Regions from separate parts of the Danio rerio genome. Here region 1 is linked to region 2. The links are chromatin contacts, called in public Micro-C maps. All regions are on one chromosome and are shown on one strand. The core of a region is the stretch at or near the end of the contact, and the rest is flanking DNA. Distances in the headings are between cores, read along the strand shown. Region 1 holds the start of atg4b (autophagy related 4B, cysteine peptidase). Region 2 holds the start of hdlbpa (high density lipoprotein binding protein a).

Region 1 (2,845 bases), core at 43-2,542, 200 kb after region 2:
CAGACACCATCATTGGTTTCCATTGTAGGAAAAAAAACAAATATGAAGGTCAATGGTTGGTTTCCAGCATTTTTCAAAATAGCTTTTTTGTGTTGAAAAGAATAAAGAAACTCATAAAGTTTTGAATCAAGAAAACAATGACAGAATTTAATTTTTTGGTTGATCCCTTAAAATTAGGCCTATATGCTGTAAAACAATTCATCATTTAACGGGCTACGAAACATGCTGCTGACACAAGTAAATGGGAAACAATTATAAAGTTTATATTGTTCTTAACTTACAGAAATGGCTACTAAATCTTAAAATTAATGTATTAGACCTTTCAATAAAGCTGTTGAACCTTCCAACCTCATTCTCCTATTTAACAAGATTATGACTTGGTAGGCCCTACTGTACCAAATCAACAACATTAAACGGTGAATTTGCTTTCTTTTCTGTTTAATACTGTCTAATCATACGACTGAGACAAAATGTAGATGGGATACTCTCATCCGGAGAGACCCACAAAATGCAAACGACATCTAGTTTTTTTATGTAAAGACCTCATTTATAGTGTGAAAAAGACAAGTGTTTATATGAGTTACATTAGATAAATTATGGAACATTACTGTGAAAAAAAATTGGTTTAAATCGAGTTAGTTTTCTTTACATTTTAAAATTGTTCATTTTAATCTGTTTTATACAAATGTGTTTTGATATTTTACTTCTAATTTAATCATGTTGGTATTACTTTACAATATCGTATTTATTTGTTACATTTAAGTTTGTTATGTTCATTTATGTTTTTGCTAACTTACACATTTGTTTGAACGCTTTTCTACACTTTTTTATTCAAACATTTCCAGCTGCCACCAGAAGCCATAGACAACTCATATAGTTTTCTAGTCATCTGTCATTTTTGCACAAATGTTTGCACATTTAAATTGAGTGATCACGTTACTGATTAAAACTCTTCACCGACCTAAGTGTTTAAAATAGACTGAATTTAAAGTAGAAAGTGTTTTATTTCATTTAATGTTTTTGCCTTATAAAAACACGTTAGACTTCTAATAGGAAAACACTCAACAATTTTGCTGATTTATAATGTTGCATTCCAAAACTATGGGATTGCCTAACTACTTTAGCTTGTTGTTTACATCCGCTTTTCAGACGGAACACACCAATCCCCGCCTTGTCCAGTCCAAAAAGGTGTTTTAATTGGTTATCATTAAAATGACGCTTCGTGATCAAGGCGGAAGCGAGTTGCTATTGGCCAGTGCGGCTTAAGGGACACACAACAAACAAGATAGGCTGAATCACTGTCGGGATGGATGCAGGTAAGAAACCCGCAAGAAAACATTTCTTTACATTTCGCTCATTTGTCTAGATGTCATGAAACTGTTAAAAAGGAAAATTCTTCTTTCCACAACAAAGTACGCGCCTGTTTTTGGAGTAGCGGCCTCTACGTTTTGGAATTTTGCCGTTAAATATGGTACATAGATGTCCCAACTGCTGCCAACTGGACAGTATAAGAGATCAGTCTGGTGTCAGATGAGGGATGGACACAGTTTTGTCTTCTAGGTGTCATTGCACCAAAATGGCACGACCACCCGTGGAAACTGTTAGGCTGTTTGGGTTGTGTTTTAGAGTCTAGTCAACTGCCTACATAGACAGCATTTTAGACATGATAGGAGTGTTCCACTGCACGTATGTGTCTGTTGAGCGGTAAATGCCTCAGGGAGCTTGTACAGATCTTCTGTTATCACATTTCTGCATTCTTTCATAAAATATTTGTCAATAACATGTAAAATAGTGACTTTTTAACCGCTTCGTGCTTGACATCCTTTTAAAAAGAACAAAGCAGTTTTCAATTTTATAAAGTGAAACGTAAAATATCCTCCATGTTAACTTGGAGCACTATAAAGGCTGTGAAGTTGTTGAGAAAAAAGCAGGTAACATTTTACAATTATTTTAGCATCAACCCTAAAAAAGGCTAAGTGTAGAAAAATGTAATATTATTTAATTTATAGTATTGTTTATTTTCCAATTCACATATTTTATGATCCCTTAAAACCAACTTATAGATACCAAATGAAATAAATGCTTAATTAGTTGTGTTATTTCTTTAAACATTTTTGTGTTCATTGAATTGTCTGAAAACTCTTAAATAGTTAAAAACGAACATTTCTTAGAAATTATTAATAATTACTGCTTCACAATGTAAACCCTGCTAAAAAAGTTGTTTTTTCAGTACTTTTTTAGTCAAAATTTGAACTCATCTTTACAAACTACATTTGATTTTTAGTGTAAACTCAAAAAGTGTGAATGGATAAGGGGTTAAATATAGTATGAATGTGTGTGGTTGAAATGCTATCTGTTTTTACAGTCATGATGGGACATGCAGTTTCAGTTGTGTTGCTTTATTTCCATTCACGAATCATTTTCTGTTGCTTCACCTTCTATTTTATCAATTTAATAGGGACTGTAGACAAGTAGGCTCATTCAGATTTAGAGATCGCCTTTGCTTTTACTTACTTGATTTTGTTTGTTACTTGTTGAGCCACAAGTTGATGATTGGCTTTCCCCCCTAACAGCTACTCTCACATACGATTCATTGCGCTTTGGAGAGATCGAAGATTTCCCAGAGACCTCTGATCCTGTCTGGATTTTGGGAAAGCAGTTCAGCGCTCTAACAGGTTATCAAGTGTGAAACATTGAATGTTTTGTGATGTTGTGTTTGGGTTTTGCTCCTAACATGGTTTTCATTTTGGGTTGCAGAGAAGGATGATATTCTGGCAGATGTCACCTCACGTTTATGGTTCACGTACAGAAAAAACTTCCAGCCAATTGGTGAGAGTGAGAGTCA
Region 2 (2,756 bases), core at 31-2,530:
TCAGTTACCAGATAATCCGTCCTGTAAAGCTGCCCGTTCGTGTCAGCCTGCCAGCTTTTGCCTAAAAACAAAACAGTAAATAAGAGAAGAAAAACACACTGTCACAGATGATGCAAAACCACTTTAGTTTGACAGAGTTACGTGGCAAGAGTTGCTTGAATGTCCTATGACAGTGCGTGATTTATTTAAATACACGCAAATGGCAATTAACTCACGTTGGAAATAGGAACTAACGTCAAATACCAATTTAGCCAGTTAACGTTACATGGTTAACCTTATCAAATATTAAATCACAAACGTCCTTAAAAAGATCTAACGTATACAGTAGACGATAAATCTGTATAAATGCTTTAAAATAGGCACAATTAAACAAATACTCATGTCTTTAAGTGTTGAAATGGCCCTCCTGCGTTTTGCTAACGTGGCCATTCCGGTGTATGTCACATTTAAATATGGCGGATTAACATTTTCTCTCGGAATAACACACACATGGAACCCGGGAATAAAGTCAGCATATAGTAGATCAAATAAATGATTTGCGATTAAGAATAAAAACGAGTCTGGTACGTAAAATAATCTGTATACATGCGCGCTACGTCAACTCATGACACGCCATGCTAACGGCTAACGGGCTAGGAAAGACGGGTTTCTCTGTTAACACTTAAAGGCACAAGAATTCGAATTCAAAACATATTAAACACGTGATAGGTTATCAAGGGTGCAGTTAATCGAATTAACAATGTGTGCGATAAAAACATACGTCAGTTTTCTGGTTTTGCGGAGATGAAAAACTTGTCCTGGCTAGACACCAACTCCAATAAACTTTGAGCTGCGCGTGCGCGATAGTGACACGTACACCAGCTAGCGCGAGCGCTAACACACTCTGGATTAGGTAAAACTTTACTCTTATTTATCCTTTATCAACAAAACGTTTCGAGAATGACAACGCCCGAGAAGTGTACACTAAAAGCAGGTTCTTTTCTGATGGCCAAATGTGAATGTTTACAAAAGATCAGCATCAGAGACTGTCCACACCAAGTCCACGTAGGCATTAGACTAGAGCAAAGGGTGAAACAGTGAGGAGAAATTGACATGGAGGCGAGCCAGACCACATTTTTCACGACAGATCATTCAGGTCGACGTGCGTAAATCAGAAGTCAAGAATAGAGACTTGCAAACATATAATGCAGGCTGATTTGCGAAATGAAGCGTGACTTACTTGTGTTTGTGTTCCCGTCTGCCCTGTATGGTGCAGAAGCTTGTAGTGAAACTCCACTGGCGAAAGGGAGGAGCAGCAGCCTTTGAGATATATAGCTCAAGCCTCCTCCAATCACATTCCCTCACGTCATATTCCCAGTACAGATCATGCATTGCTCTCAGGATCAGAAATGTAGTGGTTGGGATTTTGATTCATTGTTTCTACAGGTTACATCAGCAGTAGGTAGCGATAAGTTAGTGTATTATGAATCAGTCAGTAATTCATTCGTCAAAAAAAATAGATTTTTTTGTCAAGACAACCCATACTGACCTTTAATAAAATAAAAAAAATCACATGTACTACGTTACAACACATTGTAGGGTAAATGAAACAAACTAGTGGGGGGTTGACTTTTCGCCCATTTTACTCTAATCTTTTGAATCTGTTCACCAAAGATTCAGATTCTGCATGTTACATCATCAGCTGTATATGGTTAATAAAGATTGTATTTTGTGTGTTATGAATCAGCCAATGGTTCAGGTTAGTTCATCAAAAATGAAAATTAGCTCATGAATTACGACATACTCTAGGTACAGTTTTCTTAAATGCTTTTAGTTATGTCGTTTTTTATTATATTTAGTCATTTTGTATGCAGTGACACGCAGTTAAATGTTTTGCTGAACAGATCCACTACTTCTGACACTCGTAAATGTTCTTGAAAGTCATCATGCTGCAGCTAGGTATTAGGAGGTTTGCTGAAGGTGCAGCTGACGTGCAGTGAGGTGTTTGCGTCTCTAGGAAACAATTCAGGGTCATTGAAAATAAAAAATATTAATAAATAACGTTGCATCTTCAGTTTCAGCCACTGATGCACTTTGCACTCACACTACAAGTGTACCACACCAAAGCCCATCCGAACCACGCTGTGGCACACCTCTCCAACAGCGCCTGGGCCTGATTTGGAGCGCTCACACTTGTCAAACGAACCTGGAAAAGCACTTGTGCACAGTTTGGATAGCATAGTGTGAGTAGTCACCCTCTATAGGTATCTCTGTGTATATGACTTTTCTTCTTTCAGTCAAATAAAATCATACCCTTTTTCTACCAAGTCAATTTGAAGGCTCATTTGGAGCTAGAGCCTATAGGAACATTATTTAAATCCAATTCACCTTTATTTATATAGTGCTTTTACAATGTAGATTGTGTCAAAGCAGCTTCACATATGAGATCATAGTAAATTGGAACAGCGTAGTTCAGTATTTAGTGTTTAAGTTCAGTTTAGCTCAGTTCAGTGTGGTTTTATAATCACTATAGAGGGCCTAAACACTGAAGAGCAAATCCATCGATGTGTAGCTCTACTGAACCCAAACCATGCAAGTTAGCGGCGACAGCGGAGAAAGAAAAAAAACTTCACCAATTGGCAAAAGTGAAAAAAAAAAACTTGAGAGAAGCCAGACTCAGTTGGGCACGACCATTTCAGTTTTTCTAGCCAAACATCTTGTGCAGAGCTGCAGTGAGTTGCGGTTAGCCATGTGTGTGGACAAACGCAGGAGCGCAC

Evidence for each region. A called contact is a pair of places that touch in the nucleus more often than the background predicts.
Region 1: a contact with region 2 is called in a Micro-C map of caudal fin, with 2.8 times the contacts expected there. The contact joins the promoter of atg4b here to the promoter of hdlbpa in region 2. A contact is called at or near these places in 3 of 18 Hi-C or Micro-C datasets (caudal fin, hematopoietic stem cells and an unstated tissue).

What each region holds. Positions count from the first base shown.
Region 1 is chr6:29,586,275-29,589,119 of GRCz12tu, forward strand. atg4b (autophagy related 4B, cysteine peptidase) reads left to right here and starts at 1,293. Exons shown (of 13, transcript NM_001089352.1): 1 at 1,293-1,316; 2 at 2,574-2,675; 3 at 2,758-2,829. The coding sequence starts at 1,307.
Region 2 is chr6:29,390,952-29,393,707 of GRCz12tu, forward strand. It overlaps hdlbpa (high density lipoprotein binding protein a), which reads right to left and starts at 1,281. Exons shown (of 28, transcript NM_201474.1): 1 at 1,220-1,281; 2 at 1-61.